Linked DNA regions of Mus musculus: region 2 is linked to region 1. Evidence: chromatin contacts called from public HiChIP or PLAC-seq data. All regions are on one chromosome and are shown on one strand. Each heading gives the region's core, a stretch centred on a gene start, on an enhancer-like site or on the middle of the called end of the contact. The rest is flanking DNA. Distances are from core to core; before and after follow the strand shown.

Region 1 (6,422 bases), core at 2,355-4,854:
TTCTATGCCTATGAAAGCTACATGATCAAATATAAAGAAGAAGTTTACATAATTACAAATATGAAATATTATGGATTGTGATTTAATCTTAAATCAGTGGCACCTGGATATTAACCTTTTGGAAATAAAAATGAGTTGTTTAAAAAAAAACCATAAAAAATATTTATGTGACTTATAGTAACTGGCACCTGAATGTATCTTGTCACTGTGTTACTGAGCCTGCTTCCCCAACCCATCCATGTACATAATAGCCATCTGTCACTACTCACGTCACTGGCAATATCTCTGGAGGCCTTGGCCGCCACAATGGGGATAGCATCGACACGCAGGTCATAGCCTTTCTTCTTTGCTTCTTCATTGGCCAGTTTATATAGACTCTATGGAAAGAGAAAAGGGCCAGTGGCAACGTTATGAAGAGTATGCATCAAGTGACTTTCACCACATGATTTTTAAAGGCTAGAATTGGATACAACCTAGGGTCTGGTGATAGGGAAAAGCAAATAAAATCTAGTCTATTCTTCAAAAGTATTTAGCTGTGTGGTGTGGTGTATGCCTTTAATCTCAGCACTTGGGAGGTAGAGGCAGTGAAATAGATGAGACATAGTAATGGGCATTAAAATTGATATATTTTATAAGGTGTTTCTTATAAGTTTATATAGCACTTGTACATTAATGATTAAAAACTACCAATATAGACTTATATAATTTAGTAATATAGATTGATACAATATAATCCACACATGCTGCTAAGTAAAAATAAAAATGGGAAGCAGTATGTGCAGTGTTATTCCTTTCACATATATGGCACATGCTTTTACTCATTTCTTCACTATTTAACTTTTATTATAACAGGTGATATCTTTAACAGTGTTTAAAAATTAATAAAAAATTAAGACAGAACTTTGAGCGTAGTGAACTATAATCACAACTTTAAGATTAGATTTTGGTTATACTAGTAAAACATGTCTACAGAATTGTACTTTCTGTGAATAAACCAGCCACTAGCTAGTTCCTTTACCTCTGACCTCTTTATGCCTAGCTCCCCTCTCTGCCCCAGATGGTTCAGTGATTTCTCTTTCTGCTGGGAAAAGATCTGGAGTACATGTATGACCCATCTCTCTTTTAGTAACCAGTCTCCAGCCCTCTCAGAAGGGCAGCATCCCTGAAGCCAAGTAGGGACAGACTGGCGACTCTAGCACAGCTTGTACCTGAGCTGAGAAACTTGACCATGATGGTGGATTAAAGCATGCTTGTTTAACTCTCTCACATACACTGTGATTTAATGTAATTTTAGCAGGTTTTTTTAAAGTGATATTTTGACTATAGTTTCTGCTCCTTCATTTTAATTCAAGACCAATGTGTGGAAAAGTTATTCATTAATAAAGACTCCTAGCCAGGACTATGAGACTTAGACAATTAAAATATAGCACTTTAATATAGCTTAACACCTTGAATTCTAGGCAAATGAATATTATTTATTGGTGTAAATAATGAGCCACTATTTTATCTGGCAAACTGACCCTTTAGAAGTGCCAAAAAATGCTCCTTGGTCCATTGGTTCATTTTAGGAATAACTTCAACATCTAAGAAACAACGTGAGTGCACTTTGCTTGCAGAATCTCATGAAATGTAGCATGTGACCCAGAAATGAAACAGGATGGGCCAATGTTCACATGAAAGAGCAATGTTATCACATGTCCGCGTCTCCCACCACCATAGACTCTCCACATGGCTTTGGCAGCCCCTACCTCGCTGTAGTTGATTCTGTTCTGCCTTGCCAGCATAATCTCCGGTGTATCAGGCATTACATGAATTTGAATCTTGTCTTTGTCCCAGGCCTCTGTGTATAATCGCTATAAAAATAAGGTAAAATGTTGAAAGAAAACCATTTAAGATAGGCACTCCAGAAAGTTGAATTAAAACAGGACTATTGTTTGTGCAACTAGGAAATATAAGCTAGACTTGGATATTAGGCATTATCTAGAGGTCTGGGTCTTACTGCTTGTTACCAAGACTCAAACAGGAAACAACAAGACTTACTAGATTTCAAGAACAATTTAAAAGTTAAATATGGCCCTGTCCCTTTGAATCCACTAGCCACTCAAGTGGAAAGGTGCTTAGGAACTCTGAGGTGGCTGCCTCACCTTGTTCATGTTGAGGGCGTTGCTCTTGGCCAGCACCTGCTCCAGAGAATCAGTCACACTGGTGAACTTAAACTTGTTTGGAGGCTGGCGATAGATGTTGTCGCTCAGGATCTCTGCAGCTCTCTTACACTTGACCACATCCAGAGACCCGATGGGAACCCAGCCAATGCCTCTCATCCACTGGAGATCTGACTTGTACACATTCTGGAGAAAGGAAAAGAGGCCAGAGGCTCTTCTTCATCAAGGGCAAAGAGCAGTGCCAAGCCCATTTATGGTAAAGATGCAAAGGGCATCAATAAGAAAATGACATTCTATTGTTTCATAGAAAGCAATCTTAATGTAGTAGGCAGGTGAACAGAAGAACTATGTTCAAAAATGACCCAGAAATGCTTTCCTATTCACAATAAAATATGCCAAATATGTAACCGTAAGGAAAGGAATGCTCCCACTAACATCTGTGGGTCGTGTTAATGGCTTTTATAAATGATGGACACAGGACAGAATGCCAACCCAGAGCGAGAAGAAGCACCACACATGGCCCACAACAAGCTGCCAGGAAATCCTTAGCCACATGAAGCATTCTGTAGCTATCAAAACCTTTACTTTCTAGGGATACTGCCAACATGTAAAGGGGTATTAATACATATTTTAATGAAAACTGGAATGTGAAGCAATGTGGCTTGGAAAACTCTTAAGTGTATGTAGGGTTTTTGGGGGGTTGGGTTGAACCAGATTTTTGCCTTCAGTATACTTTTTTCTTATATTTCAAGTTATTTTTGTAAAAAATGAGTGACTTAAAGTGAGAATGATAATAAGGACGCCTTGGTCCCCGGAAATGTGGATAGCTACCATACCACCCAAGATTGGGGGCATTGCACATGTTACTGGGCTAGGGTCTCTGCCACTTTCCCATCCCATTCTCAGGGTAGGAGGCATATGATAGGTTTGCATAGTCATTCATCTTGCAGTATGTCTCTCAGTTAGTTTTCAGCCATGTTTTTTTCTGTTAAAGGTTTTTACATACCCCATAAGTATTCAAAAATTACTCCCTCAACAATGGTACTGAAACTGCAGTCAGCTAGCTGGGAGAAGGTCAGTGGCCTTGGGAGCAGAATGAGAAAGATAAGTGGGAATTTCACAGACAAAGCCTCTGGCACAGCCCTGCATGGCCTGCTCATTAGGCTTAAGGAGCCACAGCAAGGCTGGCTAGCACAGTACTGCTGTATCTGCAGTGAATGCTTCCTGCAGCACCAAGACCAGCCACGGCAGGAGAAAAGCTGTCCAGGACAGGCACTTGGCAACCAACCTCCAGCAGTCTATCACTGTTGCTCCTGTATGTGGCTAACCCTTGTTCTTCACAAACCACAAAACACAGAGCAGGTGGCTGTACAGCACAGTCATTGACGTATAATTATTGTGGATTTATCTCACTCTCCAAAGCTCTCTAATGCTTTGTAATCGCTTCACACATTTATAAAACACCCAGATCTGAGACAGCCATCAGCTGCCAATAGACGCTCGGTTTGGTCATTAGCATCTGACACCCCACACAAATGGAGCAAATGTCAGCAAAACTGTCCGACAGCTTGCAAATGCAGCAGCTTCAGCATCATCGGGGAGCAGACAGTGTCGTTAACAGTCGTGTGACTAGAACTACAGAGGAAACCAATAGCAAATTCTACAGTAATTGTGTGTGTGGGGTGCCAGGAGATTAGATCCAGGCCTTACACTAGACAAACATTCTACCACCGAGTTACATCGACAACCTTTTGGAATCATTTTTTTTTTAAACTAAAAATTTGCTTTTTCAAAAAAGTTAACTTCCTGAAGAATGTAAAAAAATGTTTTCCTTTTGAGGACTCTTGATTCATATTTTGTTAATTAGAGTTTTGTCTTTATAGAATCAAATGTAGTTAGGGAACAGCATTTCCTTATAAGGATGTCATTTACCAACCAATGAGTTTTAGCTAGAATAGGCCACGGACTGTGTGTTAAGGGCTAACCTTTTCATATAGCTTGGAGGCTCTTTTATAAGCACCATACTCACATCACTCTGGAGATCATAGGCCTGCCGAGCGTGGATGACATCATTCTGGTCAGGCAGGCATGTCCACTCATGGAGAGGATGCTTGTAGTCTATGTCGCTTACAAGGATCTGGCACTTCTTGGCCAGTACCACGCCCAGCATGTCCACTGGGCTGCTATACTTGGTCTTCCACTTCTCAAAGTCCTTCTTGTACTCCCTGTCACTCTGGATCTTGGCCACGTGCATGGACCACATCATCTTGGGGTCATCTTTGATGTTCCGAGCCCCAATATGGTGGCCCAGCTGCTTGCGGTAGCCATCTTTGTATTTGTACTAAAGTGAAAATTCACAAATCAGACTTCTATTATAAACACTTTAATGTAACAGATTTGTACAAAATGATGTTACTTTCATCATAGATTAACTGGTTTTTTTCTGATGAACACCAACTCCAGCCAGCATCCTGGCCTTTACCCTTAAAGCCTATTGATGCGGGGAAGTAGACAGATTTCATACAGCATACATAGATTACCTCAAGTAACCTATGGTCTGGCACTAAGACACAGTCTGGAAAGCAGGAAGCACACACACCTGGGAACATCACTCACAGGAGTCAGAATGAGGCCACTTGAACAGGGGGATCCTGAAGAACTGGACCTTATACACTGAAAGTATGGCAGGAACATTGTGTGTTTATTAATCCCAGAAAGTAGCTTAAAGTGGCTATCTTGTGTAACAAAGGGGATATTCCTCACCAGATTCACATATTCGGTATTAGCAAATTTCTATCATCACCATAAAGACTGGTTATATTGGAAAGTTGCTATAGCAACCCATCTGGTTAAGTGAGCTCTCCAGGTCATTGTGTTCTACGTTCACATAGGTCAACAGTAATAATTATTATTATTATTATTATTATTATTATTATCACAAGTTCAGTGACTTTACTGTGGAACCTAAGCCAGTCCTATCCAATTTAGGCTTCCAATTTTAAAGATAGATAAATCAATGGGAAGAGGTATGACATAGTGGGAAGGAATGAGGAGTTTGTCTAGTTTAAACTTCACCATTTATTAAGGCTGATTTCAGTAAAGCTGTTTGAATAATTCATAAAATGGAGATAATGATAGTATCTACCACTTTGGGTAGAATCTGAAGATAATGCATAGAAAGCTCTTAGTAGAGTTCTTAAAAATATTATTTTAATTATTTATGACTGTTGGCACACATCCTTTTGCTGAGGCAGAGAAGGGGCTGATACACAAAAAACAAGGTGAGCCACTTCTAGTATAAAAAATAGTCCACCACTATATCTGTGAACAGTGACCCTTGATATTTACAGCAGGTAGCCATTCCTCAAGAATCTGGAAGGCACCAGGAGAGCAGGATAGTCTTACCCTGATGGGGCAGGGAAAGGGGGTGCTACACTGTATAGCCAGGGGCTACAGGTAAGGTGTAAGCCTGGGCTAGGAGCTTCTATCTCATACTGGTAAATACTTTCTCTTCATAATCCAACAAGGGTGAGTTGTAACGTCAGGTGTTAAGTGCATCTTTAAATACTATACATTAAAACACCACATAAAGCTAGACCCAGATCCTCAACAGAATGTAGGCTTGGGAGTTTCACTGCAGGTTCTCGTGTGAGCCTGTGATAGCTCTTACATAACTATCCAAGCCTGCAGCTCTGCTCTAGCCTTCTCTCATGCTCTCTTCCTGGGAAGTGATTTTACTTGTTTGTTTATTTTTTTAAAATTTTTTTGCTGAAAACATACAAATTCTTTTCACAAATAGCAACTTTTCCATTCCTTCCAAAGCCAGGTTTCTGAAAATTTTCATACAAAGGTGATAGGTTTTGTTGTTGTTTCTTTTTTTGTTTTTGTTTTTGTTTTGAAAATCACATTGTGTCCTGGCTAGTTTTATGTCAACTCAACCCAACACAAACTAGAGTTATCTGAGAGCAGGGAGCCCGAGTTGACAGACTGCCTCCATAAGACCTAGCTGTAGGGGATTTTCTTAATTAGTGATCAGTTAGGGAGGGCCCAGTCCATTGTAGGTGGGGCCATCCTTGAGTTGGTGGTCCTGAGTTCTTATAAGAAAGCAGGCTGAGCAAGCCATGAGGAGCAAGCCAGTAAGCAACACTCCTCCATGCCTCCACATCTGCTCCTGCCTATAGGTTCCTACTCCGTTTGAATTCTTGTTCTGACTTCTGTTGTTGATAATCAATGATCTGGAAGTGTAAGCTGAATAAACCC
Region 2 (6,422 bases), core at 2,439-4,938, 180 kb after region 1:
AGCTCCACCTGGAGCTAAGAGGCAGCGTCCTGACAGCTCCTGACAGCGTACAATGTCCAGTCACCTTCCTGCTGTACACTCCTGCATGGTTGAACTCCCTTGAAAAAAAGACCAGGAACTGAGGTGGCTTCTCCAACACAAGACCAACACAGCCTGTGCCTTTGCCAGCACTCATTCATAACTTGGTTCCTTTCCTAACTAACAACCAATGAGCAGAGGGAGGAGCAAGGCTGCCAAGAGGGAAACTCCACAACCTTTTACAGTCTACGTAGGTGTTGGAAAGGATCTTCCTTCACCTACCACATTCTTTATAAAGGTGTGTGTGTGTGTGTGTGTGTGTGTGTGTGTGTGGTGGGGGTAGGGGTGATGAGAACACGCTGGCACTAGAGATCCTTGTTTAACATCCCAGGCCTATTATTTTAAATAAATAAAGCCCTAATGAGCATCTTTAAAGAAGAAAGTTTTTAGAAGGAACAGAACTGAGGCAGATTAACCAACACCCGATGGAACAACTGGAACCAGTGTTGCAAAAGTCACCAGAATTACGAAGTGCTCCTTCATCTATAGAGACAGGCTGGGTTTCTTTTCTGCTGCCCTGGACTATAACAAGCCGCTTTGTAAAGGCGAGGGGATTTGTCTCTTTCATTCTCCGACTTATTCCCAACACCCAGAGCCGTGGTTCTCAGCCTCCCATATTCGAAGACCCTTTTACATAGTTCCTCATGTTGTGGTGACCCCCTCAGCCATAAATTTTTGTTACTACTCCATAACTATAATTTTGCTACTGTTATAAAAGTAAAAAAAATCAATGATTTCCCATGGTCTTAGAGATTGAGACCCACAGGTTGAGAACTGCTGCCCTAGAAAGGTATTTAAACCAAACACTGGTAACAAGTTCTAGAGATACAGTCATTGTTGGCAAACCTAAATCTAAGCTAAAGATTCACAACTCAGTCAACAGGGAGAAAAGAGGGGACAGAAAAGCTGACAGTGGCTTCTTAAAAAGATCAACAAGCATCAACACACTTGTTTCCTTTCCCAATTGTCTGACAGAAGTCACTCGAGCCTGCTTCCTCTCTTCCAGGAAAATATTCGGAGACAGAATCTCATGTTAGCCCAGGTTGGCCTTAACTTTACTATGTAACCAAGGACGTGCATCCTACGTGACAGGATCACAGGGGACCCCACCACCACATCCCGTTATCTCTTGAATGGGTGTGGTGAAAGGGAGGCAGGCCCTCTACCAACTAAGCTACAGCCCCAGCTACAATACTTTTTAATGGTGTCAATAAATGGCAGTATCTAGAATAAAGTTTGAGCGCTCCGGAATCTGTGCCCCACCTAAACATAGCTCTGGTTTTCTGGGCCCAGCAAGCAGTTCACCAGCTCAGCTTTAATTGAGCAGCTGCTTTTTGAGAAGCCAGAGCTGCTAAGTCTCTGCGTTCATCGATATAGCAAACTCTGCAATTACCCAAAGCCTCTCTCCGCAGCTCTCCATGAAAAGAGTATAGAAACGTGTGCTGATCCTTCTGTAAAACAAAGCATCGAAGACACACCTAACTTATGTGCCCCCTTCTCCACAGGTCCAAGACTAGCAACAAGTGTTTGTGACAGTGAATTCCGTGAGGCTACTGAGCTGGGAAGAGACCATTTAACGATTTTTTTTCTTCACGATCTCACTCTATTGACTGGTAATTTCCTAGGAACTGGACTCTATTAATCCTCTTGTTAATTTTCAAACTCTGAGTAAACGTTCAGGCAAATGCTACTACAAAATGCAGAGCACAAGATCTGTGCTGCTACCAATGCATTCCTGCTATCATGTGCAACTAGGTGAGTTTCTTTTAAAGTTCTAATTCATTTTTTAAGTTACAGCAACGGTTTGGTCACTGACTCAAAGAAGAAAGTGAGACCAGTACCAGAGACACTTTAAAGCAAAAGGTCTTTCTAAACCAAAGCAGAACTGAAACACTAGTCTCACTAAATTCAAGACTGTAGAGGACAGAACTAGAATAAGAACACTTATTACCCACACAAATATCACCAGTTCTACAACAATGTAACCTTTAGTACTTCAAACCTAGAGATTAAATATTCAAAAACTGTAGACCCCACAAATCCCTCCTGTGCTAGGTGAGAGTATCTAAACCCACAGAATTATGAAGCCACTAGAAACCACTACCCCGTCACACGTTCTCTGCTGACCAGACAGAGCTAATGGAAATATCCTCTTTATTGCCTTCCACTTCATTTAGTACCGTTATCTTAGGTATCATTTTTAAAAAAATTATTATTAAAAAAAGCAGAACCCACTAGGGATTACAAGTCCCATAAAACCAGCTCTATCCCAGAGGAGGAGCAAGCCCGGCAACTGCTCCTTCTAAATAGTAGGCGCCACCGTTCATTAAGTTTTAACTGGAAAAAGTGGGGGTGCGACAACGCTACCAGCTTATACAAGAGAAAAACTGTACGTGCTTGACAGATGGAATGAACTGCAAGTAGAGCTTTTTTTAAAAAAAAGCACTATATTTCATTTCAGTAACTATGTAGTTCTGTTAGGACCATATTCTCTCCAGTATCACACACCCATTTTGTAATTTTTTTTTTTAATAAATCCCCTATGCCTTTCCGTGGCAAATGTCTGCATTTAGGCGAACTTAACACAGTAACCTGCTAGTTACCTAATGCTAATGAAGCCTGCCTCCCGAGGCAGGCTTTTAAAAGCTTTCAGCGAAACACTTTAACAAGGGCCAAAAACAAAACAAAACAAAACAAAACCCAAAACCTTCTAATAACCTAAGAAAGAAAACGACCTTAGGCTTGACCTTTACCACTGAGACAAACGGCGCAAAGGAGAGACACTCCATCACTATTCCGCAGCGAGGGTCTCCCCGCCCATCCCCCCCACCCCCACCCCCACCCCCACCCCCCAAAGCGAACCAGACGGATCCAGCACTAGTTCCAGTTTTCCGCATTCTGCAAGCCGTGGGCTCGGTGGCGCCGCTAGGGTCAGGGCCCTCGGTCCTCACTCTAGAACCCCAGCTGTTGCCCGTGCGGCCCAAACACAATTGCGGGCAGGCGACGGGGATGGAAGCAGGCCAGGCAGCGCGCTGGGCCCTCGGCGTGGGGCAGGGCACCTTTTGCGCTCGCGATCAAATCGGAGAAATGGGTGTATGGCGGGAGGAACCTCTCCCCAGCTCCCCGGAGACAAAGGCGACCCTCCTGCCCGACAAGGGCCGGGACCTCCCCGCCCGGCCCAGCCTCACCCTGGTGATTGAACAGCCTCCAGATCCGGGTAAAGAGAATTCCCATCCTCGGGCAGCGGAGCCCTCCAGCCTCCCGGGCTCAGGCTGCGGGGCAGAAGGACGCGCCGGGGCCTCCGCCTCTGCTCCCGCGCCGGCCGCGCGCCCGCTTCCAGGGACCCGCGGGGAGGCCGCAGCCCAGGCCGCCCAGCCACGCGCGAGGCCCCGCCGCTACCGCCGCGGCGCTCGCCTGGCTCGCGGACATCGCCGCCGCGTTGTCTGCTCGAACCTCGCGGGCCACCGTCCTCCCCCAGCTCCTCTCCGGCGGTGGCTCGGGCAGGGGCGGGGCGGAGCGAGGGGACTGCGCAGGCGCCGTGCCCGGAGGCGGAGCGAGGGAGCTGGAGGCGGGGCAAGGGGGCTGGAGGCGGGGCGAGGGGCTGGGAGGCCTCTGCGGCGCGGAGGGTCAGTGGAAGGAAGGCTGCGGCGCTTTAGGCGCGCCAATGTCGGGGATTTGAGGTTGTTTCTAAGTCACAATGCAAATATGTAACCATACTCAACTCCAAAAGTGCCAGGTTTGGACCCCGACGATGGTAAGCTTTAAGTCTCTTTAGAGCCTATTTTCCCTGACAAGCAGCAGAAATCATTGGCCTATTTTTTTTTTTTTTTTTTTTTTTTTTGTCGCTGCGGTTTTTCGTACTTCTACCTTTGCTTCTCAGCGCTCTTCCCTCTCCAATCTCCCTCTGCTCTCAGGCCACTCTTGGCTAGAACACTTTTCCTTAAGTATCTCCCCGGTTTAAAAATCTTAAGGCACAAAAGCCGTCTGAGCTGAGTCCAAAAAGACTGTAGACAAGAAACTCACTGGTCTTCACGATATGATCGTCTTTTTCTCTCATTCAGGAGTCACCATCATGTTAAATAGATGGCCAAATGCTGTCTGTGCTCTTCATTCTGCTGCTTGCCTAAAGTTTAAACAGTTGTGCCTCCTGGTATGCGAGTGTCCAGCTCTGCGCCCCTGCGCACCCCCACCCCCACTCCCCGCAGGATAAGTGGCTGAAAAGTAAAATATAAGTAATCGCTGGCGAACTTGATCCGAACGAAGAGTTCTTGCCTGTGTTTTGTTTTTGTTTACTTTAGTTCCCTTTAGCTAAACAGGTAGACTCTAGATCTCCATATTCCTGATGTAGGAACAGGGTCGATTCCTGAGGTTAACTGACGACTGTGATAGTTTTGACTCAAAGAGAAACTGGGGTTGTCTACTTCTTCCACACACATAAACAAACAAAAAGAGTAGAATCAGCATCATCTCTTTCTATCCTCTTTAAGTTTGTAAAAGGGAGGGAAAAAAAAAAGGCAGAGACGGAAAAATGTGGGAGACTTGTGAAAGGCCCTTTCGAGCTGTTCCCGACCTTATCCTCAACAGCCACATGAAATGAAGCACTATACTCTGCCTGACTCCTAACCATATACTACCGTATAGCTCAATGTATGGGAAAGAGTTCTTCATCTTCTTTGGGGGCTTGCGTTCAAATGCCAGTCTTAGAGGAGGCATACATAAAGGAGAATTAGATCTGGATATACTTAATAGCCAGTGGGCTGTTTAGAAGATCAATGTTCGCATAACCAACTTACATGAGCTCTTTAGTGATTCCATTCCCATCCAGTTTAGGCAGGGCTTTAGCGGCTCTGAGTCATTTTACAAATTCCCACATGTCTTTGGCAACTTATTAATGTATGCCAGACCTACATTTACCCATGAAGTTAGAGATCTGTGTTTTAGAACTCTATTAAGGAAATGGTCTCTTAGGCTATTTTCCAAGTGTCCCTCACAGAAGGGGGGATGGAGTTGACTAGTAGAATCTTGGCTGACTTTAGTAGACAAAATACAAAATTGTTAACTATAGATGTAACTGGGAATCTTTAATGAGGGATATCAAACATTTTGTTCTTCCTTCTGAGACCTTCTAAATATTTTATCCATTTTTAAAGTCATGAGCAAAATGCCATGAAAGACCTCAGCTTCAAGGCAGGAGAGAGTAAAACATGTGCTTTACCATTCTACAGTTAACAAGCAGAATACTGGATACAACACAAGAAACAACTGTTTCCAGATACTGGGAAACAGCCTGTGGAACTAAAGAGAAACAGTGAGCTTTGCCATTGCTCTGTATTTGCCCTCCTTAGCAAAAACAATTCCCAGGCAACTCCAGAGGGAGTGGATAGCCAAATAAGAGGGGGACAGTCTCTTACCATGAAGACACAGCTGTGTGCTTCCGGAGTCAGGGAGGCTAGAATTAGGGAAGCAGTCTTTACCTCCATATGACTCATACAGGGTGAAACCCTAGGTTGTTGACTAGTAATAGTTTCTAGAGAAAAAAAAAATCATACCAGGATTATTGCAAAAGGATCCCCAGATAATTGCCCCAAAGGATCAGGAGTCATTAATGTAAAATGGTCCCTTCAGTCAGTAAAAACACACCTAGGACATCAGTAGATGCTTGGATGTTAAAAAGGTGCTAAGCCCAAGAGTAAGCCGGAACTGAGACCAGTCTTAAAAGCGCCTAAGGACTTTGACCAAGAGAGCAACTGCCAGTTGAAACAAGTTTGATGTTCTACAAAGGAGTATTAAAAAGTAGACATCACTAATAATTTGCAATATTCTAAATCTAATAGAATTGTATTGGTCATGCATAGAAGATGTGATAGCAGATCTGAACACAGGGACATCGAATAACTTATAGTTATTGCTGGAAGACAGTGGTTAGAGTCTATAGTTAAATTACTGTACTGACGTTGTATGCTATAGGAAAAGACAAGAAATTTCTTTCTATAGTCCAATGGAACTGTGCTAAGAACTAGAGAGGTAGCTTCAGGTGTATACCTTGTTAAGGCAACAGCAAGGAACCTTTGTTTTCCTCCTGGGAGTTTCAGATTGCTGGCTGGTTGTTGGGATGGTCTTAGGTCAGACCCCTGCAATAACAGGGTTATTCATACAGCCAATGCCTTGTGCTTACTCAGCGCTTTGCATGTTTCATTCAGGTCATTACTTGGCTGGACAGTATCTGATGCATGTATTTTTAAAAAAAAATTTACTCCAGAGGAGAAAAGTGACAATGAGCTTTTGGTTTTCTTAGTCGCAGTTGGTTCTGTTAACTTATACTCTGCCTGCCTTTTCAGGGAGCT

What was found. HiChIP or PLAC-seq counts read pairs in DNA pulled down with a chosen protein or histone mark.
Region 2: a contact with region 1 is called in an H3K4me3 HiChIP or PLAC-seq map of the SCID.adh cell line, with 8 read pairs. The contact joins the promoter of A430018G15Rik here to the enhancer-like site in region 1. A contact is called at or near these places in 1 of 39 promoter capture datasets (cranial neural crest), 4 of 484 Hi-C or Micro-C datasets (the C2C12 cell line, the G1E-ER4 cell line, group 2 innate lymphoid cells and 1 more), 5 of 115 datasets of contacts at active chromatin or transcription factors (the SCID.adh cell line, embryonic forebrain, forebrain and 2 more) and 2 of 9 other capture datasets (adipose tissue and liver).

Annotation. Positions count from the first base shown.
Region 1 is chr2:52,245,012-52,251,433 of GRCm38.p6, forward strand. It overlaps Neb (nebulin), which reads right to left. Exons shown (of 157, transcript NM_010889.1): 65 at 4,192-4,503; 66 at 2,145-2,348; 67 at 1,749-1,853; 68 at 270-377. Among named protein-coding and RNA genes, the nearest start is that of 4930573O16Rik, 43 kb to the right of the region's middle. Within about 2 kb of position 3,605, at least 23 of the 459 cell types and tissues checked have an H3K27ac peak or open chromatin away from gene starts, as enhancers often do. A contact at or near this core is called in the SCID.adh cell line, where this site is marked.
Region 2 is chr2:52,421,324-52,427,745 of GRCm38.p6, forward strand. It overlaps A430018G15Rik (RIKEN cDNA A430018G15 gene), which reads left to right and starts at 3,689. Exons shown (of 3, transcript NR_165461.1): 1 at 3,689-3,832. It overlaps Arl5a (ADP-ribosylation factor-like 5A), which reads right to left and starts at 3,551. Exons shown (of 6, transcript NM_182994.2): 1 at 3,267-3,551. The coding sequence starts at 3,312.